5 separate regions of the Mus musculus genome follow, and all the other regions are linked to region 1. Evidence: chromatin contacts called from public HiChIP or PLAC-seq and promoter capture Hi-C data. All regions are on one chromosome and are shown on one strand. Each heading gives the region's core, a stretch centred on a gene start, on an enhancer-like site or on the middle of the called end of the contact. The rest is flanking DNA. Distances are from core to core; before and after follow the strand shown. Region 1 holds the start of Cd300lb (CD300 molecule like family member B). Region 2 has its middle 9.7 kb from the start of Gpr142. Region 3 holds the start of Cd300ld3 (CD300 molecule like family member D3). Region 4 holds the start of Gprc5c (G protein-coupled receptor, family C, group 5, member C). Region 5 holds the start of Cd300c2 (CD300C molecule 2).

Evidence for each region. Promoter capture Hi-C pulls out the DNA fragments that hold promoters and counts their contacts. HiChIP or PLAC-seq counts read pairs in DNA pulled down with a chosen protein or histone mark. Capture Hi-C pulls out chosen DNA fragments and counts their contacts.
Region 2: an H3K4me3 HiChIP or PLAC-seq map of bone marrow-derived macrophages shows a contact between it and region 1, with 2.4 times the contacts expected there. The contact joins the enhancer-like site here to the promoter of Cd300lb in region 1. A contact is called at or near these places in 10 of 39 promoter capture datasets (the 3T3-L1 cell line, 3T3-L1-derived adipocytes, the C10 cell line and 6 more), 4 of 15 datasets of contacts at CTCF or cohesin (embryonic stem cells, large pre-B cells, pro-B cells and 1 more), 13 of 484 Hi-C or Micro-C datasets (CD4 T cells, CD8 T cells, LSK cells and 7 more), 8 of 115 datasets of contacts at active chromatin or transcription factors (the HPC-7 cell line, the SCID.adh cell line, bone marrow-derived macrophages and 4 more) and 4 of 9 other capture datasets (adipose tissue, embryonic stem cells, liver and 1 more).
Region 3: a promoter capture Hi-C map of adipose tissue shows a contact between it and region 1. The contact joins the promoter of Cd300ld3 here to the promoter of Cd300lb in region 1. A contact is called at or near these places in 3 of 39 promoter capture datasets (the C10 cell line, macrophages and neutrophils), 2 of 484 Hi-C or Micro-C datasets (bone marrow-derived macrophages and nephron progenitors), 6 of 115 datasets of contacts at active chromatin or transcription factors (the HPC-7 cell line, bone marrow-derived dendritic cells, bone marrow-derived macrophages and 1 more) and 4 of 9 other capture datasets (adipose tissue, liver, macrophages and 1 more).
Region 4: a contact with region 1 is called in a promoter capture Hi-C map of liver. The contact joins the promoter of Gprc5c here to the promoter of Cd300lb in region 1. A contact is called at or near these places in 2 of 39 promoter capture datasets (the C10 cell line and neutrophils), 1 of 15 datasets of contacts at CTCF or cohesin (CD8 T cells), 5 of 484 Hi-C or Micro-C datasets (CD8 T cells, the HL-1 cell line, double positive thymocytes and 2 more), 5 of 115 datasets of contacts at active chromatin or transcription factors (embryonic stem cells, forebrain and pancreatic cancer cells) and 2 of 9 other capture datasets (adipose tissue and liver).
Region 5: a contact with region 1 is called in a promoter capture Hi-C map of neutrophils, with 3 times the contacts expected there. The contact joins the promoter of Cd300c2 here to the promoter of Cd300lb in region 1. A contact is called at or near these places in 8 of 39 promoter capture datasets (the C10 cell line, the HPC-7 cell line, cranial neural crest and 3 more), 48 of 484 Hi-C or Micro-C datasets (the AML12 cell line, the Ba/F3 cell line, the C2C12 cell line and 28 more), 6 of 115 datasets of contacts at active chromatin or transcription factors (the HPC-7 cell line, bone marrow-derived dendritic cells, bone marrow-derived macrophages and 2 more) and 4 of 9 other capture datasets (adipose tissue, bone marrow-derived macrophages, liver and 1 more).

What each region holds. Positions count from the first base shown.
Region 1 is chr11:114,931,712-114,936,285 of GRCm38.p6, forward strand. Cd300lb (CD300 molecule like family member B) reads right to left here and starts at 2,660. Exons shown (of 4, transcript NM_199221.3): 1 at 2,498-2,660. The coding sequence starts at 2,537. It also overlaps the pseudogene Gm11699.
Region 2 is chr11:114,810,924-114,815,497 of GRCm38.p6, forward strand. No RefSeq gene overlaps it. Among named protein-coding and RNA genes, the nearest start is that of Gpr142, 9.7 kb to the left of the region's middle. Within about 2 kb of position 2,073, at least 23 of the 459 cell types and tissues checked have an H3K27ac peak or open chromatin away from gene starts, as enhancers often do. A contact at or near this core is called in CD8 T cells, the SCID.adh cell line and bone marrow-derived macrophages, where this site is marked.
Region 3 is chr11:115,045,757-115,050,330 of GRCm38.p6, forward strand. It overlaps Cd300ld3 (CD300 molecule like family member D3), which reads right to left and starts at 2,574. Exons shown (of 4, transcript NM_199201.2): 1 at 2,500-2,574; 2 at 10-351. The coding sequence starts at 2,539.
Region 4 is chr11:114,849,327-114,853,900 of GRCm38.p6, forward strand. Gprc5c (G protein-coupled receptor, family C, group 5, member C) reads left to right here and starts at 2,206. Exons shown (of 5, transcript NM_001110337.1): 1 at 2,206-2,560.
Region 5 is chr11:114,999,786-115,004,359 of GRCm38.p6, forward strand. It overlaps Cd300c2 (CD300C molecule 2), which reads right to left and starts at 2,095. Exons shown (of 4, transcript NM_134158.1): 1 at 1,702-2,095; 2 at 844-1,200. The coding sequence starts at 1,762. It also overlaps a transcript of Cd300ld4 not described here.

The sequences.
Region 1 (4,574 bases), core at 1,410-3,909:
CCCCTTCTTGGAGCTGCCTCCCTCCTCCTGTTGGCCTCCTGGCCTCTTATCTGGAGCCTGAGCACTTGATTTCAGGTGCCTATCTCTTTCCCTAACTCTAGATATGTTTCTCACTCTCAAAGCACAGAGGTTCTGTGCTTATTTTCCCTCCATCTCCAGCCCCAGAGTCTTGCTCAGTTTCTAGTTCATGGTGGGCACCACTAAAGTTGTTGGTTATTCTGTAAAGAATCTATGTTTTGTGCTCGTGCACACACACACTTATTCCAGTCTTAGGATTAATACAGACAGTGGAACATGGGGAATTAGCCTTAGTATGGATGTAACAGTAAACACCTGGAAAACTCAAAGACCATTAATAGGGAATTAGACTGGGAAGTTCTAATAGAGCAATAGCATAAAAAGTAAAGAGCAATGTCTAAACAATGACAGGAAAGATGTCCAAAGCACTTTATTAGATTATTTTTAAAATTTACCTAATGAAGTGAGTATAGTGGCATATGCCTCTAATTCCAGAATTAGGAAGGCAGAAGCAGGAGGATCTTTAGGAGTTTGAAGCCAGGCTGGTCTACATAGTGAGCTCCAGGCTAGTCAGGGCTATACAGTAAGACCTTATCTCAAAAAAGGAGGGTGGGTGGCTAGAGAGATAGGTTAAGAGTACTGGCTGCTCGCTGGGCGGTGGTGGCCCACGCCTTTAATCCCAGCACTTGGGAGGCAGAGGCAGGCGGATTTCTGAGTTTGAGGCCAGCCTGGTCTACAGAGTGAGTTCCAGGACAGCCAGGGCTACACAGAGAAACCCTGTCTCAGAAAAAAACCAAAAGCAAAACAAAACAACAACAACAACCCCCAAAAAACAAACAAAACAAAACAAAACAAAATGTACTGGCTGTTCTAGTAGAGCATCCAGGTTCAATTCCCAGCTCTAACATGGTAATTTGCAACCATCCATAACTCCAGTTTCAGGGGATCCAATAACCTCTTTCTAGATTCTGTAGGTACCAAGCACACACATGGTATGTACACTTACATACACACAGGTAGAACACCCATACATATATAATAAACCAAAAGAATAAAATCCTTTTTGTGAATGGTCTCAGCTTATGGCTTCTTAAGAGTGTGAATACTCCTTTTTGCTGGGCGCTGGCTGCTTGCTGTCGAAATGGGCAAGTTCACAAAACCAGGGAAAGTGGTGCCAGTCCTGGCTAGATGTTACTCAGGACGCAAAGCTGTCATCATGAGGAACATTGATGATGGACGCACACCAGACGGTCCTTATAGACATGCCCTGGTGACTAGAATTGATCACTAAAAGTGACAGCTGCCATGGGCAAGAAGAAGATCGCCAAGAGATCCAAGATCAAGTCCTTTGTGAAAATTTACAGCTACAGCCCATACCCACGAGGGACTCTGTGGATATCCTCTTGAATGAAACTGTTGTCAACAAGGGTGCCTTCAGAGGCTCAGCTCTGAAACACAAGGCCTGGGGAGGCCAAGGTCAAATTTGAGGACCAATAAAAGACAGGGAAGAACAATTTTTTTTTCCAAAAGCTTCACTTTTAGGTGTGTTTTTGTTTCCATTGCTAAAAAACTAAAAAACAAAAACAAAAAACACCCCCCAAACCAAAAAACCCATCCCCACCAAATCCCACAAAACAACAAACAAGCAAACAAAACTCCCCAAAACTAACCAACCAACCAACCAACCAATCAAAGAGTGTGAATGTGAGCGGGTGATCCTGGAGGTACGGACAGAGTGTGTAGATGTACGGACTGTGTGTAGATGTGCAGCCTTTGAGTATACTAGTGAGCATTGCTCTACTTGTGTGCAAGCCATGGCAGAGCTCACTCTTGGCCTGCTTGGCGTCTAGGAAAGCCCGGTGTTGAGGTTTAGAGTGCAGGCAGCTAGTTGGGGGGCCTGGATCTCAGACACAAGCCCAGTGGTACAGGCACCCGCTATTGTCCCTCGTTTTACCTTTATGCAGTTGCAAACTCACATTTAGCCAGTGTCCCCTCAGTGACCTGTCCACTGAGTGCTCCCTTTGCATGGGTGTGGCAGCTGCTCTAAGCCTGTAAGTCCTTCCCCCAAGCCATGCCCTCTCCCCGGAGTGCATGTTCTGCTTGCTGCAAGGGCTGTAAAGATCTGCTTCCTTCTGAGGTATGGAAGGAGCTGGCTCAGGAGAGCTTTCTGTAGCTCCCTCCGTGGTACCAGCTCTTTCCCCTGAGCTCTTTTTTCTTGTGCTTCTTCCTGCATGTCTCACCTACAAGAGCATCTGGAATCTCCTTTAATGGTCACCTCCATTTCTCCTTTCCCTTCACGTCCCCAGGTCCTGACCCATGCCTGGCACAGTGTAGAGCCCAGCGTCCTTTTGCTGAATGAAGCTACAGAGCTACCCCACATTTCCCTGAAGGTGGCAGCTCTCCTTAAACCTGGGACAGAGCCCTCTATTGCCACTCTACACCTGCAGTCCCAAGCCCCCCAGGCCGTAGCTGAACATACCTGGAAAACTGAGAAGAAGCAAAGCTGGGGACAGCCACATGGTCCTGCCTTCCCACTTTGCTGCACTCCTTGATGAACAGCCAGCAGCAAATCCAAATCTCAGCGGGATACCCAAAGCCCTGGAGATCTCAGCTGACTCGTTCTGTTTGTCCAGGTTGCCTCTGAGTGTCTTACTCATAAGCTTCCTTTTATAGCGTGGGTGTTTCCTGCCGTCAGTTACTCAGCACAAGAGACATCAGTTAATGCCAGAGCTGGGTCACTCAGTAGAAACGAGGAGGCCAGGGAACTGTGCAGGGCAAGCAGAGGCAAAGGAGGGAAGCCTGTAGACCAGTGGTGGGGAAGTCTGGACAATCTGGTCTTGGGTTAAGGGGTAGAGCACTCTGGATATTGGATCCAGAAAGGTTCTATGCTATAATGATGGGCCCAGCAGCTGAGAGTCTCAGCTCGTGTTAGTGGGCTGTGCTCAGCACACCTGGCATTGGATATTTAATCCCCAGTAGATGATGTTCCTTGGGTAGCTTTAGGAGATATGGCCCTGCTGGAGGAAGTATGTCACTTTGAGGTTTCAAAGCCTCCTGGCATTCCCAGTAGCCTCTCTCTGCACCCTACTTGCGCTCTCACCTGTTTTGTGTCTGCTGCCTGCTGTCAGGATTCCCTACCATGATCGACTCTAATCCCTCAGAAACAGAAGCCCAAATCAATCATCTCGTCTATAAATTGTCTTGATATGGCAGTTTTGTTCGTTTTTCCAAAATATTTTTATTGATGATTTGGGAATTTCACATCATAAACCCTGATCAAGCTTAATTCCCAGTCTTCTCAGGTCTGCCCCTCACTCTTGTGACCTTTCCTGCAAAATGAAGGAAGAGGAGGGGGATAAAGAGGAGGAGGAGAAGAAAGAATAAGAAGAGGAGGCAGAAGAGAAAGGAGGAGGAGGAGGAGGAGGAGGAGGAGGAGGAGACAGACAGAGAGAAAGAAAGTAAGAAAACAACTTACACTCATTGGAACATGGTCACACTCCCAGTGGCCAGCCCCTTAAAGAAAATTGAGTCCTTCTCTGTTTGTACCCCAGCTGAGGCCATCAATTGTGAGAACTACAGTTCCACATCCTCATCACAGTTTTTAAGACTTCTTTTCAATGCCATTCTGTCTAAACTGTTACTTTTTTGAGGGGTGTGGTAGAGGTAGGATTTGTCACAGACTCTTTCTATGTCACACTTTCTCAATGAGTCTTCAGCCATTGATACCACTGAAAGAGTAGCTTTCTTGCCCTTCACAGTCAATGGAAGCAGGGATCATGGACTTCCACATGGCTTCTGGCAATGGCATGGACCACAGACATCCACACAGTCTCCAGTGGCAGTACAGACCCCAGACATCAACATGACCCTCTGCCACAGCATAGGGTATGGACACCATCATAGCCCTGCCAGCAGCACAGGCCAAGGGCATCAACGTGGCTGCAGGTGTCAGCATGGCCCTCCAACATCAACATGGCCTCAGGTAACAGCACAGACCATGGGCCACAGACATCAACACAACCCCCAGCTACAGCAGGATCATGGATCTAGACCTGGCCCTCAGCAGTGGCAGACCCATGGATTCTGTTGGGTTTCAGACCTGGGACAAGCAGCTGAGGTGCATAGTTAATATACCAGAGTGGACCTGGCCCCCAAGTTCTCCTAGCACCCCTCAGTCTCTGCCTGTTATAGGGCATGGCCAGCATACCCCACCTTCTCTGTGAGCTTTTCATCCCAGGGGCTGGGCTTCCCCTCCCCAGGAGCTCTTCCCTATACAATCCAGACATTTTGGTCTCCCTCCTCTCCCTCTCTCTGCATTTCCTCTCCCTACCTGCACATGCTCTTTCTCTCTTTCTATGGCCCCTCCCCGTCCCTCTGTCTCCCTTCTCATGGTGACTTTCTTGGGACCAGTGAACCTGCCTGAGAGCTGCACCCAACAAACCTGCCTTTATTCTTTGATTTGGCTCATTTCACCGGTGGAGAATAACATCATCTGGTGCAGAGAAGTTGAGCTCCAGCCCCACCTGGAAATGGGGGACTGAGATTCTTCCCCTCAT
Region 2 (4,574 bases), core at 823-3,322, 120 kb before region 1:
GGAGAAAATGCATTGGGTCACAACTTCTAACATTTTTGTAGGTGGGCGTGATGCATCTGTAATTTCAATACTACAGAGGTGGAGGCAAGCGCGTGGGGGGTTCAGGGTCATCGTGAGGCCATCCCGAGCTACGTGAGACCCTGTCTCAAAAAAAAAAAAAAAAGGAAATCTAAAAATGAGATCATTTTGTGAGGTGCATCACTGACATGTAAATGACAAGGGCTGTCATGTATCTGCTCTTAGCTGGGCGAGTTGACACACACCTGTAATCCTAGTTTGTGAGAGGCTGAGGCAGGAGGATCATGAGTTTGAGACCAGCCTGAGTTATATAGAAAAAAAATTCAATTCCACCCCACCCCAAAAGATCTGTTCTTGTCTCTTTGTGCGATTTTGACTAAGGACTGGGGGGAGGGGTAAAGAACCCAGAATCCACCACATAGCTCAGGATGACCTAGACCTGGCAGGAGAATAGAGAGATTTTCCTATCAGAGCTGCTGAGATCACCGTGTGAACCTCCACACCTTCTTTTAAGCCTTTTTCCCTCTTGGTTTTTCAAACCAGGCTTTCTCTGTGTGACCCGGGCTATCCAGGAATTCACTCTGTAGACCAGGCTGGCCTCAAACTCGGAGATCCACCTGCCTCTGCCTCCTGAGTGTTGGGACTAAGGGGATGTGCCACCAACCACCCAGCTATCTTTTATTTCTTTTGGTTTTGTGTTTTGTTTTTTGAGACAGGGTTTCTCTGTATAGCCTTGACTCTGTCCTGGAACTCACTCTGTAGACCAGGCTGGCCTCGAATTCAGAAATCCAGAAATCCACCGGCCTCTGCCTCCCAAGTGCTGGGATTAAAGGCATGTGCCACCATGCCCAGCTCCAGCTATCTTTTCTTATTGATAAAGTCTCAAGTGGTTTTCTTGGTGGCAGGGACTGGGGGTGGGGGGTCCCCTCCCCGTCATTTTGTCCTTCCCCTTCTCTCCCACTCCTAACCCTCCTGAAATATCCTGACTTATGAAAAACCCACTTTGGAATCATCAAGTCTTTTCTTATGGTCCTGGCTTCCTAGGGACCACGTGGCAGTCCGCCATACTATCATTTAGATACATTAGCTTTGGGGGATGGTTACTTGTTAAGGGTCTCCCATTTCTTCCCAATTCTTTTCTTGAGGGGGTAGGATGCTTTGAGACAGAGTTTCTCTGTGTAGCCCTGGCAGTCCTGTAATTTACTTTGTAGACCAGGCTAGCCTGGAACTCAGGGATCTGCCTATCTCTGCCTCCCCAGTGCTGGGACTAAAAGTGTGAGCCACCGCTGGCTGGCTCTTCTCAAGTCTTTATATGGTTTTACTGGTTTGATTGGAAGTTGGCTGAAGAACGGTTTTCTGGACCCATCTCGTTCATTTTCTAAGACTTAACATCACAACATTGGACAGGCTGCGGCTCGAACAACAGAAGTGAATTGTCCCTCAGCTCTGAAGTGCAGGGTCAGGGTGCTGACAGACTCACCTTTTTGTTTTGCTCTTGAGAAAGGGTCTCATGTAGCCCAGGCTGGCCCCAAACTCACTGTGTAGCTAGTTGACTGACCTTTTTGAACCACCCAGCATACTCCAAATTAGTGTTGGTGAACACGTTTACCCATGAGCATGCACACACACACAACTCCCACTGAAGCTGAGATTTGGAGCCTCGTGCATGCTAGGCAATCACTCCACTGCTGGATTATATTCCCAGTCCTAACTTCTGAACTGAGACCCTTAGCTGTCCCAGCTGCTGTGCTGAATCGACCATAGGATAGTCTTTGGTATGGGGGTATCTCCGGATTCTAATCACCTATTAGGCCAGAGCATGTATTCTTTACAGTCTCAGTACCCGACACCCCTGTTGGATTATCCAGCAGGGGGCGCTGCAGGACTGTCTGGCTGACCCAGCAGGCACAAGAGTCAGAGGCTTTCAACTGGCTTTTATAAGGAAATCCAAGTGACTGGCTCAGGGCCCACAGCCAGAGGGGAGTTAGAGGGTGGGAAAAGTCAGCTGTCCCCCTGTCTCTGCATCCATCCTGAAGTCACACCCCTCCACCACCCTTTTCACACTCACGTACGTGCTCGTGCACACACACACACACACACACACAGTGGTTTCCTGAGCACAGCTGTTTGAAGATCCCTTTCATCTGACCAGCAGGGTCCAGGTCCTCTTGCTGACCTCAGCAATGGTAGTTTCCCTTTCCACTACAGGGAGTTCAGTCCATCTGGGCTCATTTGGTCCTGTCTGGGTCTCTGGGGTCTCACTTGCTCTACCCCAACCCATCTCCATGAGGACACTTACCCCACCCCATGAGAATGGTTTCTGTCCTGGGCAGCACTTGGGCATCCTGCTCTCCAAGGGAGTGGCACGCAATGTGTCAGGAACAGAGGTAGAAAAGAACAGGCTCTCTGCATCCCAACCCCACCACTATTATCCCTGAGAGGCCCCAGAGTCTCTGCCTCCTCCTCCTCCTCCTTTTTTTTTTTTTTTTTTTTTTTTTTTTTTTTGAGACAAGGTTTTCTGTGTAGCCCTGGCTGTCCTGGAACTCACTTTGTAGACCAGGCTGGCCTCAAACTCAGAAATCTGCCTGCCTCTGCCTCCCAAGTGCTGGAATTAAAGACGTGTGCCACCACCGCCTGGAGAGGGCCCTTCTTCTTGACCCAAAGCAGGGAGTCTTTTACCCCTTCTGACGATAGGCTACTGAATGAATTCATGTAGTTCCTTGTGTGGGCAAGCTTGTAGGCAGACTGAAGCAGAAGGAAAGGTAGTCCACTGGGGACCTGGTGATGGCATATCCATCCCCTCTGACTGAGACCTCTCCCCGGAGTCCCCAGATTCTATTCAAAGAGCCTAGAAGGCTGGAGATGGTGACGGGGGTGGGGGGTGGGGGGGGTGGGGGGGTGGTCTGAGACAGAGTTTGAGAACTGCATGGGCTATGGAATGAGTTTGAAGCCAGTTTGAACAATACACAAAGGCCTTGGCTCAGACAATAGATAGATAGATAAGACAGACAGATGGACAGATGGACAGACAGACCAAACTCAAGATTTAGCCAAGTCAGTAGAGTGCCTGCCCAGCACTGAATTAAAAATGACGAGACAGAGCCAGGAGTGGTGGCACACACCTTTAATCCCAGCCCTTGGGAGGCAGAGGCAGGTGGATTTCTGAGTTGAAGGCCAGCCTGGTCTACAAAGTGAGTTCCAGGACAGCCAAGGCTATACAGAGAAACCTTGTCTCGAAAAAAAAAAAAAAGAAAAAAAATGACGAGACAGGTATGGTGGCACATGAGCCTGTGCCTATAATCCCAGCATTTGGAAGGTACAGGAAAAAGAGGAGTCCAGGCTAGCCTCAGCTACATAGCAAGTTCAAAGTTGGCCTGAGATACAAGACACACTGTCTCACATAACAATAAATATATAGATAAATATATATGAGCCAGAAAAAAAATCAACTTTTTTTTTGGGTGGGGGGGGTCAGTTTGACATAAGCTAGGGTCATCTGGAAAGAGGAAACCTCAACTGAGAGAATGCCTCTATCTGACTGACCTGTAGGCAAGTCTGTGGGGTCATGTTCTTGATGAATGGCTGGTGTGGGAGAGCTTACCCACTCTGGACAGTCCATCCCTAGGCAGATGGTCCTGGGCTGTTTAAGAAAGCAGGCTGAACAAGCCATGGAGAAAAAGTCAGTGAGCAGAGGCCCTAGGTGATCTCTGCTTTAGTTCCTGTCTCCAGGTTTCAGGTTCCCACCTCAGCTTCCCTCAGTGATAGACTATGATGTAGAAGTATTAGCCAAATAAAACCAAAGGGTCTAGCATAACTGGTTTAGGATAGTTGATTAGTAGAGCCCCCACCTGTTTTTTTGACTCAGTTTCCTTCATTGGGTGCAGGAGAGGCAATGAGGTGTATCTTGTCTCCATCCTACAGGCCTGGCCTACTCTGCAACCCCCAAGGCCCCATTTCCCTTCCCTGGTGTGAGGAGCCTGGACCCCCATCTCCCCAGCTGTTTTTGAGACCTCTCTGCGAATAACCCTGGGATCCTTCCAGTCAGCCCAGCTGCCCCCATGGCCGTTGGCCAGTAGAAGACTTAATCCTGTCTGTGGTAGCTCCTTCCCAGATTCCTCCTTGATGTATATTTAGCAGGCCAGGGAGGGTGAGCATTACAGGAATGCCAGCCAGGATGTCCTGGCTTGTCACGCCTCCTAGAGGGTGGGATCAGGCCAAGTGCTATTGAGGCTAGCCAGATGCTGCAGGGTAGGCTAGCACTACCAGGTACTGAGCTGGCTTCAAGCATAGGCTGGGCTCTCAGACCCTCAGGGTCTCATTGGGAAGCACTTGCTCTTTACCCGGTTCCTCAGGGACATGGAAGGATTGTGGGAAAGAAGACTAGCATCAAAGCATGCCGCAGTGCATGTGACCGGCCTGGGCTGATTGTGGGCGCTCCTGCTGCTGGGAAAGGCAGCTGAGACCGCAGGCTGGGGACTGGAATTATACAGAACACCTGTTTTGAGAGTCTCTTCCGGTCTGGGCGCCCACACTCTCAGACCTATGCTTTCACTTTG
Region 3 (4,574 bases), core at 1,324-3,823, 110 kb after region 1:
TTTTCTTACCTGGGTCAATGTTCACGTTAACTTTAAACATGGGATCAGTTCCAGCTTTCGTAATTCCACACCAGTAAATGTCAGCATCGCTCATCCTCAGGTCTTCCATGGTCACTGTGAAGATGAAGTCTGTCTGGTCGTCCCTGATGGACACACGGTTTTCCTTCACCAACTGCTCTGATGCATCGGTTTCAACGAGAATCTCACATGATTTCCAATAAGCTCCTCGGCACCAGTACTTCTTGTAATCCTTCCAGCCTGAGTCATATCTGCACTGCACTGTCAAGGAGCCCTGCTCCTGACCGCTCACCTCCTCTGGACCTGTGACTGGATCCTGAGCCGTGCAGCAGCCTGGAAAACACAAACACACGGACCACTGATCTCCTCCTCCAAGGGGGAAACTCTACTGTGCCAAGTAGAGTTCATGAGCTGAATAAAAACCAGTGAAGGGCTTCCCTTTTCCCAAGGCAGATCAGCATCGTTATCCTATATGTTGAAGCCTCAAAAGAAAAAAATAAGAAAGAAATATACAGATGAATTTTCAATTTCACTAATTGGTAGGGAGATTGATACAAATCAGAATCACTAATAGCATCATACCTCAGTTTGAATGGTTATTACCAAAAAAGACAAAATAGAACAATTGTTGGTGTATGTGGGACAGAGGATGTCGCACACACTGTGTGTTGGATTGGATATTAGACTTTATGGGAAATGGTGTGGAGTTTCTCAGAAAACTAGCATAAGACTGTCACATAACTCAGCAGTCCCACAGGGGACATAGTCTGGACTGGTTGGGTTTTTATAAACCTGACACCAACTCCATACAGAAACATACAAAAAGAAAGAACATCAACTGAGAAACCGTCTGCATCAGGTCTAGGCAAGTCTGGGGGACATTTTCTTGACATAGGAAGGTCCAGTCCTCTGTGGGTGGTAACACAATATAAGAGAACATGCTGAATAAGCCATGAGCAGTAAGCCAGCAAGCAACACTCTCCCATGCTCTCAGCTTCAGTTCCTAACTCCAGGTTTCTGCCCTGCTTGGGCTCCCTCTCTGGCTTCCCTCCATGATGGAGTGTGATCTGGATCTTTAAGCCAAATAAGCCTTTTACTCTCCAAGGTTTTTTTTTGTTGGTCGATGTCTTTATCACAGTAACAGAAAGCAAACACGCAGCCTAGAGACATGAAGCGAGTATGTGGAAGAGACATCTCCCCTTGTGTTTACTATGGCAGTGTTCACAGTAGCCATGGCACAGAGTCACGTAGATACAAGTGAACAGATAGCAGATCGTGGTGCATGAATGTAATGGAGAATCATCGTGAAGGGATTGAGTTCTGCCATTTGCAGCCCACGGGAGAGACTTGAGGAACTGAAATAAATCAGATACAGGAAGATGCTGCCACACATTCCTATTGATGTGTGAAAGCTAAAAAGTTACTCTCTGTGGCTAGGGAGCCAGGGAGACAGACCTGTCTGGAAAGCGTTTCTGTGTAATCTGAGTTTGGATCCCCAGAACAGGTGGAAGAAAAGCCAGGTGAGGTGGGGGTGCCTGTAACCCCAATGACAGGGGGATCCTGGAGGTCACAGGCCAGATGGGCTGAATCTGTGAGCTCAGGAGCAGCGGGAGACCATGTCTGAACAAACAAGGTGGAGAGTGATAGAGAAAACGACCCAATGTCAATCTCCACATGTATGTGTGCACCTGAGAGCACGTGCACGTGTGTGCACACACACGGAGAGACATACACACAACCCTTTAGACATACATACACCACAGAGGCACTTTTTCTTCTCAAAAGAACAAAAGTAAACCTCAAAGGAGTAGAAAACAAGAGAGGTTATCAGGCTGGGAAGGGTATTAGGGAAGACAGGAGAGTGCTTGTAGCATAGAGGAGAGCTGTTGGGACACAGGGGTGTCTGTCATTTGATGGGAATGACAACTTTTAGTGTTGTATGAGAAGGATGAAAAACATGTCTGACAACTGACTATTTCAAAACACCCCATGGAGATTAAAGGCATTAAAGGCAATCACCACCACGTCCAGCCCCTGTAAGTATTCATTACTGTGTCAACTAAAGCTCACAATGGAATGGGAGATGGAGCTGCATGCTAGAAATCCCAGCACTCAGAGGGTGGAGTCCGGAGGATCACAAGTTCAGGGGCATCCTAGGCTGCATGTGCCAAACATGAAACCCAAAATACATTTTGTAAGAATTAGTTCATCCACTCACTCATCAGCTTTCATGGAGCAGCTAGGGTTGAGAAACACATTGGAAGGTTTGTTTTTGGCTTTTATTTGTTTTATTTTTAAATTGATTTTGGTTTTGGTTTTTCTGCAATACCCACAGAATCCATCAGATGTCAAAAAACCTTGCCTTTTATTTTGGGGGTAAGCAGCTGGTGAATGGATCAGCCAGGTTTCCCTAAGCCAGAGCAGACGGTCTCTGTTGCCCTCACCACTGACATGGAAGTGTCTAAAGCCCCTGCTACTTACCTGGGAGGAAAAGGAAGAGCAGAGCTGGGAACTGCCACATGGTCTTGTCTCCTCTCCTGTCCTTGGTGGCAACAGAGGACAGCACCCTGTGAGGACTTGCAACTCAGCTTGAGTTTCTTTTAGGTCTCTCTCATTCACTTCTCTCAGTAACTTCCTTGACAAAACTTCTCAATTTTGCATACAGGAAGAAAGATGATGCCAATCTTTGAGATGACCAAGTCAGGACATGTGAGGGACAGCTGGGTAAACAGGGAACTTCCTCTACTGAAAAATGCAAAGTGAGACATAAACTTGAAAGACAGATGGGAATCACGAGGAGAGATGCAGACACACAGATCGGCAGAGACAGACACAAAGGATGGGATACAGCAAACCCCTTACCTGGGAGGTAACTGAGCTGCAGGGGATCCTAGCAGAGGAGAGCAACCAAAGGCAGGTTGGCTGCAGTAACAAGGGAGCACAAGGCAGCACAGGCTAAGCCCATGGCAGTAGCCTAGGCTAAGCCCTGGTTGGCAGAGGGCATTGCTGAAGGCTCAGCCTGGGGCAGCAGGGATTTATCTAGATATGGGCCTCAGAGCAGGCCAGGGGCATCTACCACAATGGCTACTAGGGCCTCAGGCATTGGCTGAGAGAAAGAGAGAGAGAGTGTGGGCTTGAGGAGACGTCTCATGGAGCCCAAGCTGGCCTTGAACTTCTCATTTTCCTTTTTCCAACATCAAAGTCCTGGGGCTACAGGCATTCCCCAGCATGCTCGGTTTTATGAGGGGCTGAAGACTCAAATTGTGGTTTCAAGAGTGCTGGGCAAGCACTGTACCCACTGACCTGAATCCACAAACCCTGCTTCTGTTTCTATAAGACAGAGTTTTGCTGTAGAACATAAGCTTGCAAGTGTAGAAAAATATAGGTATGCTGTATCTTTGGTATCAAAATTTCATGGGAAGAAATTTATAAATGCACACACACACATACACACACATGCATACATAAGTGCACACGTGCACACACACACGGAATGCTTATGATCTCTAATCTTCATTGTCAACTTGACTGGACCTGAAGTCACCCAGGAGACTCACCTGTAGATATGACTTTGAGGGTGTGCACAGAGAAGTTTGAATTAGGAGGTACAACCAACCACATATATAAGCTCTAGGATGAGGTCTGTAAGATGCTTATTGAAGAAAAAAAAAAAAAAAAAAATCAAGAACCACACTGCCATCTACTGGCTGAAGCCATCCCAGAACACCCGGACTTTGGGGAAGGACATTTTAAAGACTTTACAGCCAGAACATAAAGGGCCATAGAGAAGGGTCTTAGCCTATCTCATTGATTATTATAAGAACAAGACTAGAAGATGTGACACCACCCAGGGAAAGAGCTGAATCTGCCCTGCTGACTGGTCCCCACCTCATCCCTGCAGGTCCATCTGTGCACCTTAGAAGGTCAGTCCCCAGGCCTGCTGGGAGCACCATATGGCTCTAGGCACACTCCCACAGCTCTGCAGTTTCCATTCTCTAGTCAGGGTTGCAGACTGTTGCCCGAGATTCTTCATGAACTGTCAGGCGCATTCTGTTTTGCTCATAGTATTTTTAAGGGCAATTGTCTGTGTAAGTTTCACTGTAGGGCTCTGTCTTTAGTTCAGATCTCATCTTTTTGTGGCTTCATTTCTCCCTGGGCTCTGGATAATGTAATTCATCTCCCATTCAAATGTGCTTGACTTGTGTTTGACAAAAAAGTGGAAGATTGTGAGTTTAACACACACCGTTGAAACAATCAGATATCCACACGCTAGAAAACTAAATGCCTAGAATGTCCTTCCTCCTGTGCCGAACAAGAAACCCCAAATAAATCATGATTCATGAGCTGAAATGTTAAATTAAACAACTACCAAACTCAGGCATGTTAGCTATCAGCCTAGCCAAAAAAGCCAAAAAGCAGTGAGCTCCAGTTCATGGAGAAAATATGTCTCAAGGGAATAAAACAGAGAGCCATGGAGCAGGGCGGCTCACACCCTCCGTAGCCTCTGTATGCTCTCTTGCTCTCTCTCTCTCTCTCTCTCTCTCTCTCTCTCTCTC
Region 4 (4,574 bases), core at 956-3,455, 83 kb before region 1:
TTCTAAGACTCCAGGAACGAGGGCTCTGGCAGCTCAAAGATGGGCCAAGTGAGCAAAGATGGTGTCAGCCTGCCTTTCAGCGGGAACTCAAGTATACAGAGCAGCTAGAGCAATGTTGGGTTCAATCAGGGTGAGAGGCACTAGGGATCATAGATGTTCCTGTGGCTGGAGTCAGAGAAGGTCCATAGAACGTTCCTCTGTTGGTCCCCAACTCTTTCTCCAAAGACCTAAGCAGAGCAGAGCAGGGATCTGGGAGAAGCAGAGGTGGGAGCCATCTGCCCCAGGGACTTGCTTTGTCCTTTGAAGGCAGATTTTGTTACAAGAAGGGGGCCTTAGAGAACAGGGAAGAGCTAAGAGTTCTCAGATACTGGCCTCCTTTCTAAGACCAGCTGCCTCACAAGGCTAGCTGAGGGCAGGGCTCAGCCCCAGTGGGACAGTCCCTTTTAAGTGACTCTCAGTGTGTGACCAGGCCGGATAGATAACCCTGCCCGGTGGGAAGCAGGGGCTAAGAGTGTGGTTTTGTTTGGAGACAGAATCTTATGTAGTCCAGCCTGCCTCTTCTCCCCAAGGGCTAGAGCTACAGGTGTGAGCCAAGCAGGGCAAACCAGTCATATAGTTTTGGAGACTGTAGGGAAAAGAGAAGACAGAAAATTGAGATCCTTTGCAGGGTCTTGACACTCACCCCCCCAGCCCCCCCCCCCCCCAAGCTGGCTTTTCACAGATGCCAAAAAGCCCTCAGCAGAGTTAGGCATTGGTCACCTAGTTAATGAAAACCAGGCAGAGGCCAGGGAGACTTTCACCGTTCACTTAGGTCTAACCAGTCTGTTTGCCTTTCTAGCTAGCGTGGGCACTAACTGCCTGCTCCATTCAAGCCTTGACACCTGAGCCTTAGATCTCTAACCTTGGGTTGGGAGGTGGATTTAGGAATGGGAGCGGGTACCCCCACAGCAGCCACCCACTGAAATAGTTCGAGCTTTGCCACATTCCCCAGACCTGACAGAAACTACAGGGCACAGGAAAGGATTCAGGGTTCTAGAAAGTCTGGGCCCCACAGGCTTCTCCCCCCCACACCCCCCTTAAATAAACATTCCTCCTAGAGTCAGAAAAGAACAGAGCGGTGAGGAGGAACCGGCCGAAGGTTTTATCGCTCCGGCAACTCCGGGTGATTCATTGAGTTTAGACTCCAGGTTGTCATAGATGGAGGTACTCAAACACACAGCCAGTCGGGGAGGTACGGGTCACTAGCTCCCTGACCTCCTCCACCTGGCTATCCCCTCGCCTGTGACCAGCTGCCTCCCCCCTCCCGCCCCCCCGCCCCCCCCCCCTCCTCGCGGGAGCCCAGGATTGAGCAAACACGCCCTGCAGCCTGCCCAGCCACCGGCTGGCTCCGACCGCGCTCCTGGCGATCCCCCAGGCAACTCGGCGTCGCGAGAACCCGCACCCTGAGACCCGACTCCCTGCCCTCCCCCAGAGTCCCCAAGGCCCCTGTCAGGCCCAACAACCTCTCCCTTGCTCTTGCGACTTGTCCCCTACGGGGATACAGCGCAATGCAACCAGACCCACTCAGTGCTCCAAAGACAGCACAACTCACTCCCGCGGGATCCCAGGTCCCCAGAGAAAGTGGCCGGAAAGAAAAAAATCTCTTGTTTACTGGGCCAGATAGGCCTCAGCTGGGATTCGCTTCCCTATTTCTGCGGTTTCTTTTCAGCAGATTCCCGGGGCTGGAGGAGAAAGGGTGGATCCGCCCGGGCAGGGAGTGGGGGTGTGGTTCAGGGGAATCTGAATTCGTGGAAAGGTCTTCAGACTTCGGGAGAGGCTGGACTTAGAGTCAGCAACAACGTGGCCAGGAGCGCACAGACCACAGGGATCCTGTTAAACACTACCTCGGGAACAAAACTGAGAGGCTAATTAGGACAGGTCACCACAGGGAACCGGGACGCGGGGAGGGGAGCCCGCGTTGTAAGAAACTCGGGCGTGGGGTAGTCAGGCCGACAAAGACTCCGGCCAACAGCCCGCAGGGGTTCTGGACTCAGTCCACAGATTTAGGGACGTGCGCCGTGACATTCCCTCGTGATCTTGGAGACTGGGCTCTTCGGGAAGGATCACGCACGAAAGAGGAGGACGCTCCGTGTGCGCTGTGTCCACGTGTGCAAGCTCGCTAGGGGAGGGGGCGCGGAGCCGTGACAAAGACGGACTTTGTGTCCTAGTGTGTTCCTCGCTCCAGCCCGGAGCAGCGAACTGTGCCAGGCATGTGTCTCATGGGAAAGCCAGGACGAAAGTGACAAAGGTTGGGTGTCTGTCACGGGTAGACGCGCCAAGGTGGCCACCGTGAGTCTGTGGGTGCGTGCGATCGCTGGGAGATGCAGCCTAGGGGTGTACTGAGCTGCACCCCGAACCTCTTTCGGGAGAGAAAGGCGAATCCAGAAAGTGAGTACGCGCAAGTGCGCGCGCGCCCGCGTGCGGGGGCGTGGCAGTAAACAGCAACAACCCACTAGTCAGTTTGGCCAGAAACTCCGATCGCCTTTCCCAACCCGAAAGTGCGCGTCGGCCGAGCCTGGAGGTGAGTCGGAGGGGGCAGGGCCGGGCGCGCTTTGTTACTGGGGATTAGGATTGCTCGTACCTGGAGCGCTGCTGGCCCCGGAGGAGCGCCGGGAATGGAGGTGATGTCACGGTGATGCAGCCCGGCCCACCCTGGCCGAGAGAGGGGAGCACTGTGCCTGGGGAGGCGGGCGGGAGAGCGAGCCACTGAGCGCGCTTAGCTCAGTGCTCAGTCGGGGGTCCCTGGGAGGCAGGCCCCCGCACCTTTGCTCAGGCCTGGTCACCCCCCGCCTGAACGGGCTCTGGCCCCGCGCCCTGCTTTGAGTCCCTCCTACGCCCGCCGGCGCCCTGCCTGGGGCCGAAGTTGGCTCTGAGCGCGGCGCCGGAGCGGGCTGGCTGCGCGTCCCAGGTAAGGGCTGCTGCCTCGGCGCTCCGCCCTAGCCATCGGCCCGCAGGAAGGGCTGGGTCCAGCTGGCTGGGAAAGGGAGAGGGCCGAGGCCCCCGGTGAAAACCCAAGGGGTGGGTGACGATGCACCCACTCTACAAGTTCGCAGAAAGTTTCCAAACCCGAGCCAGCTGGGGATTTAATGGCTCGGGGAAGCCAGGTTCTGCGGCCGGGGGTGTTCCGCAAGGGATCTTAGTGTCGGAGAGCTGTTCCTCTATCCACTCTCGTAGTGGGAGGCTACGGTCGACTGTGACTGTAGGTTGGCTTCCTTTCCTTATTTCGCGGCAGTGCGTGGGGAGGGCAGGTTTCTGTGACCAGAGGGATTAGGGACAGAGAGCCTGGTCCTTTGCTCTTTCGGTTCGAACTTTCAGGGGCGTAGAGTGTTGACACAGTCCAGTTGGAATAGGGAGGTGAAGGCTCAGGATCTCTCCGCGGGAAGTTTGGAATTTCAGAGGCCTACGGCGCTTCTCCGTGTAGAGGCCTATGTTCTGGGTCCCACCCCTTATTCACCCCTGGTTTTTCCAGAGCGCTTTCCGTTTCTACTTCGCGCCCACACGTTTGCACTTACAAAGTTCTAAATCATTCCTTAAGATTTCACGATCTTGATTCTGAAGTACAGACACGAGAATATATAGAAGCGTGGCTTTGTGCTCCTGGAGAACCCCATCCCCCCAACAAGGTCTGTTCTGTGGCTGGGAGGGAGTGCTGCTGGCGATGGGGGTGGGGCACATTCCAAGCGGAGAGCAGACCCTTGATTGCTTAGAAGATCTAAGACTCGGCGTGCTGGGGTATTTTGGTCCAGTGAAAGGGAGGACAGTAAACGGGCTGTGGGTCCTCCCGTGCCTTAGCATCTCTCCAGGTCCGTTCTTACCGGGTTCGTAGACCAGCCTACTGCTTAGAGGGCCAGAGGGCTGAGACAATAGGACTGACTTGTCCAGAAAGGAGGAAGTGGTGGATAAGAGGATGGGGGAAGGCTGGACAAGTGTCCACCCAGCTTTCCAGGTCAGCTGCTGAGGGGACGCAGCCAGGGAGGAAGAAGGATGCTCTGTGGTGCCCCTGGCTGAACCGTCCCTACATCCAATGGGGCCCTAGGTGGCCATGGTCTTTGGTTTGAGTCAAACTCTGTAGCCTTGATCCTACTAGATAGCCTTCTTTCCCTTGGTGATGTGGTGAGTGTGTGTGTGTGTGTGTGTGTGTGTGTGTGTGTGTGTGTGTTGGATGCTGATTGGAGATGGAGAGATGAAGGGGTTGTTCTTCTTTCAGAAAGGTAGGAAGGGGAAGGTCTACTTTGCCTAACCTGCAACTGCTTAAAACCGGCCAGGGCTGGTCGTCAGCCCCCCAGCCTTGCCCAGGCTTCTCTGCTCCCTCTGAAGTCAGAGAGAAGGAGGGAGGGGATGTTGGACCTTGATTGCACTGCCCAGAGTCGGGGGCTGGGTCATCTTGACCCTGAGGAGAGGCTGAGTGCTGAGGTGATTAAACATAGTTGTAGGATTGATTCTAGGGAGGTGAAGTTTAAAAGCCTTTTTGTCCAGAAAATAATCTGAAGTAGAGTCTTGGCTGCAGCTGTTAAAACTTCTAGGGCCCTGTCTTA
Region 5 (4,574 bases), core at 845-3,344, 68 kb after region 1:
CCCTTCCTACTTTACTCCTTCCCCTTTTTCCTCCTTTTCCTTTTCTTCTTGTCTTCCTCCCTCCTTCCCCCCTTCCCTCCTTCCCTCCTTCCCTCCCTCCCTCTTTTTTCTCTCCCTTTCTCCCTCCCCTCCCCCTTCCTTCCTCCTTCCCTTCATTCCTTCCTTTTCTTTCTTTTACTTTTTGAGACAGGGTCTTGATAGGGAGTTTATAGCCCTGGTTGTCCTGAACTTGTGATCTTCCTGCCTCCACCTCCTGAGTGCTAAGATCTCAGGCATACACCACCCTGATCAGCAGCCAATGGGTTGGTTTTGAGCTGATTTTGCACCAAAGGAAGGATCAGGTCGGGGGATCCTCCTAAATCAGCTGATCATTTGCACACACGACAGAGCTGCCACCCCAACCCTCCTGAGGCAAAACCACACACCAGGTCTGCTCCCCTTCAGCCTCAGTCATAGGCTGCCAGAGACAGCTAACTGCAAAGCTGGCATGTCACCAGTGAAAGCTCTCTTTGAACAAAGCACTGTCACCATCTGTCCCCTATTGACCTCTGCTCAGCACCCAGAACACCCATGAACTCTGGTTTCCATGGTTCACTCCCACAGGATACAGATCTCTGTCCCCTGGCCACACTCTGCTCTCTCTTCCCCATGTCCCCTGACAGACCAGCACCTTCCCCCTTACAAGAAGCAGTTACTCCAGGATGCCTCCCTGGCTGTTGCTCTGTCCCTATCTGCCCCTCATCACACATAATGTACTCCCAGGCTCTGAGCTGAATTCCTCCTCCAGAAATTCCTGCCACTTTCAGCTGTCTTGATGCTACAATGCTCATTATGGGGACTTACCTGGGTCCTCACTTGGAACCACAGACAACTCAATCTTGAAGTACTTATCGAACCCCAAGGAGCCATCAAAAAGTGATATATCCACCGCACACATGTAGGTGTCTGCATCCTCCAGGGTGAGGCTCTCATAGGTCACTGTGAAGGTGAGGTTGTCTGGATGGTCCCTGATGGTCACTCGGCCATTCCTAACTTCTTCTGAGCTGCTGGTCTTGACAATATCTTTACAGAGTACCTTCAGTGACCCTCTGCACCAGAATTTGTCCTTAGTCTTGAATTTCTCCTCGTATTGACATGACACACTGAGCGATTCCCCAACAGCGCCTGTGATAGTGCTGGGGCCATGCAGTGGGACACAGCCTGGAAAAGAGTAACTTCAATTCTGCACCCTGACAGCTGGATGGGAGTAAGTCCTCCCTTTGGTCAGTTCTTAAAAACCCTCTGGTCTCTAGGAAAGAGTGAGAAAGGAGACAGGCTTTGTCAGAGCAGGAGTCAGGACTGAGGTCATAGAGAGATTATAAAATAAATAGAGATTATGTGATTATGGCACTGACTGTCACAGGTGACCCTCCCAGTTGTCCTGAATCTGCCTCAGGTGTGGTAGACATGACTGTATTGTGCACAGAAACCTGGCAGTACCTGGGGAGCAGATGCTGATGGTCCTGGGCCCCACCCAACCCCAGCCCTACCCTCCTGATTCTCTCTAGACCCTTCTGCCTGTGCTGGCCTCTCCCTCACTCTCTCCCCCTCCCCTTCCCCCCCTTCTCCCTCTCCCCCTCCCCATCCCTCTCCCCTCCTGTCAGACTTACAGCAGGAGTTCTCCTTTCAAAGCTTACACCCTACACATCTGCTCATGCTCACCTGGGACCTGAGAGAGGAACAGAGCTGAAGGCAGCCACAATCTTATTACTCTGGGAATCATTTCTTCAGCTCCGCTGTCACCTGTGCCCACATCAGGGCCAAGAGTGGAGAAGGATCTGTCTCAGTCTAGACAGTAGAATGTTCTCTTGCCTAGTTCTCCTTTCTGTCCTCTGCTTCCTGGTCTCGTGCTCTTACGTGAGGCTCCAGATGAACAGTAGCAGGAAGGGCTCTGTTAATACTCCAGGCCTTAGAGGCTTTGGTTCCTACCACACAGAATAAGTGGGGACAACCACTGCTGTGGATTGAGGGTGCCATCTGTCACCTAGCCCTTACCCGAGGGCTTCCCTGCTCCTGCCAGAGCCCTGGAGGGGCATTTCCATTTCCGGTCAGGTTGTCCACCCTCTGCGACACACACTTCCTGAGTGGATTGAAAAGCTTCCCTTCTGTTGCTCTAGCTCTGTGACCACAGAGGAACCATCTCCTTCAAAATGCAGATTATAGGGCACTATTTGTCCATGGCGTCCCTAGAACTGTTTCCAGGTTTACACTACTGATCAAGGTCATGCTGTGACCCTATCCCTTAATGAGAGTTTATCTGAGTGCTGTATCCTCCAAAAGAGTACAGAGCTGTAGGTCACAGCTTTCTTTTCTTCCGTCTTATTCTGTTTGGGGTGCTGTTTGTCTGTGGCAGCATATCTAGCCCAGGATGGCCTCTATGTAGCCAAGGAGGACCTTGAACTGATTCTCCTACCTCCATCTCCTGAGTCCAGCAGTGTAAGGTGTTTGTCACCACAGCCCATCCATGCTGAACCCAGGGCTCTACGCATGCCAGACAAGCTCTCTGCTGACTAAGATGCATCCACAGCCCTGATTATTTGAGACAGTATCTCACACTGCAGCCCAACCTGGGCTTGAATGCAGTATTTAGCTGAAGCTAACCTTGAACTCAGAGAAATCTCCCATCCCTTGAGTGCCAGGCCTAGATGGGAGCCATCATGCATGGCAGCTCTGTCTTCTTGAGTCTCTGGGCCCCATACCTAGACATGGGCATGATTTCGAGTAGGTGTTGTGTGGTAGAATGAAAGAATGACCTCAGATCACTCCTTTCTGATGACTCAGTTTCCCAGTGCTGGCCATCCCCTTCCCTTTCATGTTGGAGAAGATGGAAAAGACGGAATCCAAGAGCCTGGTGACCTGCCTGACCATAGAGGTACCTACACCCCTCTGATCTACAGCAATATCTGCAGGCTGTGGTGACATTTGGGGGAGACCTTTTGCCCTTAAGATTCCCTGGGTTTAGACTCTCCTCTGGGTATCCAGTCTTATGTCACTCACTCCAATCCCCATTGACACAGAATGCAGATGTTCTCCCTACTAACACAGAATACAGATGTTCTCTCACTGTATCATTTTCTTGGCTCTCACTGACTGACCATCAGGGTATCTGCCTGCATTTTTCCATGTCCACTGTTTCTTTATGCTCTACAGAATATCAGATCAACAAGAGCTCAGAAAGTGCTTTGTGCATTCATTATGGGACTCTAAGACATGGTCATGCTTGCTATCTGTGTCTACTCACTGTTCTCTTGCTGCGAGGAGACACCATGACCACAGCAGCTAGTATAAGAGAAAGCATTTAGCCAGGGCTGGTGTAGCAGTCTCAGAGGCTGAGTCCATTGTTATCATGGTCAGCATGGTGGCAAACATGGCAGGTCTGGAGCTGGAGACATAGCAGAGAGTGACATGCTGATTTTCAGGTAGAGAGAGAAAGGCAGAGAGAGGTGAGAAAGAAGGGAGAGAAGAAAGATGACAGATGAGAGATGCGTGTGAGCTTTTTAAACCTCTAAGCCCACCCAGAGTAATGCACTTCTTCCCCAAAAGCCACACCTCCTCCTCCTTCAAACCCTGTCCACTCCCTGGTGACGAAGCATTCGAATAAATGAGCAGGGTTGGGGGGTGTAGGGGTGGGAGGTCATTCTTATCAAACCACCACAGTATCCAATGAGCTCTCAATGTGTCCTAATACAGTAAGTGGGTGGGATATTCAGAACCAGCACGTCTATGCCTACAGCCATCTAATGCTTGGTGAGACTCTCAGAGGCTTTGGTTCTGGCAAATTCAACATGGTGCCCTGGAGACTGACTGAGGTTACAGCTGCCTGGAAGGACACACTGGAAATCAGGACTTGGAAATGGACAAAGCAGGTGTCTATCCTGATGCTCTGGGAAGGAGTTTGTTTCAATGTTTCCCCTCCTCTCAGAGTGAGCAGCAGAACAAAGCTGGAAGCAGTGTGTGTGTGTCCACTAACCCAAGGTTCTCTTCAAGCAGGGCTCACATTTTGGGTGGTCTTAGTGCCTTGCTCATGATAGCTGTAGTAACTAGGACTATATATTTGAAAGCGTGCTTCAGAGACAGGAAAATTAGCAACTTACTTTTGTGTCCAGCAAAAGTCTGCTGAGGTCCATACTGTACAAAGCTGTGATTCCAGGCTTCTGCTGTCTTGCTCTCCTGTGAGCTCCCAAGAGCTGACTTCGCCTGCACATGTAAGATGGTCATTACTGCAAGAGTCAGAGAGAGGTAGGTAGTGGACTGCAAGCGCTTTCCCCATGAGTGGGGCCGATTCACACTCACCCACACATGTCAGGCCACAGAAACAAACAGAGCCACAGAAACACATGCAATTGCTGTGGGGAAAGAGGAAACCGAGAAGACAATGGTCTGCTCATGCCTCTTGCCTAGCTCTACCCTGCAGTGAGAAGCAAGAAGCCCAAAGAGGAAGAACCTTCAGATGTCAGAAGAGGAAGTTTGTAGACACACCAAGTGCTGATCACTGCAACTCCACCAGTACAGACACATGTGGGAGGTGCCTCGTA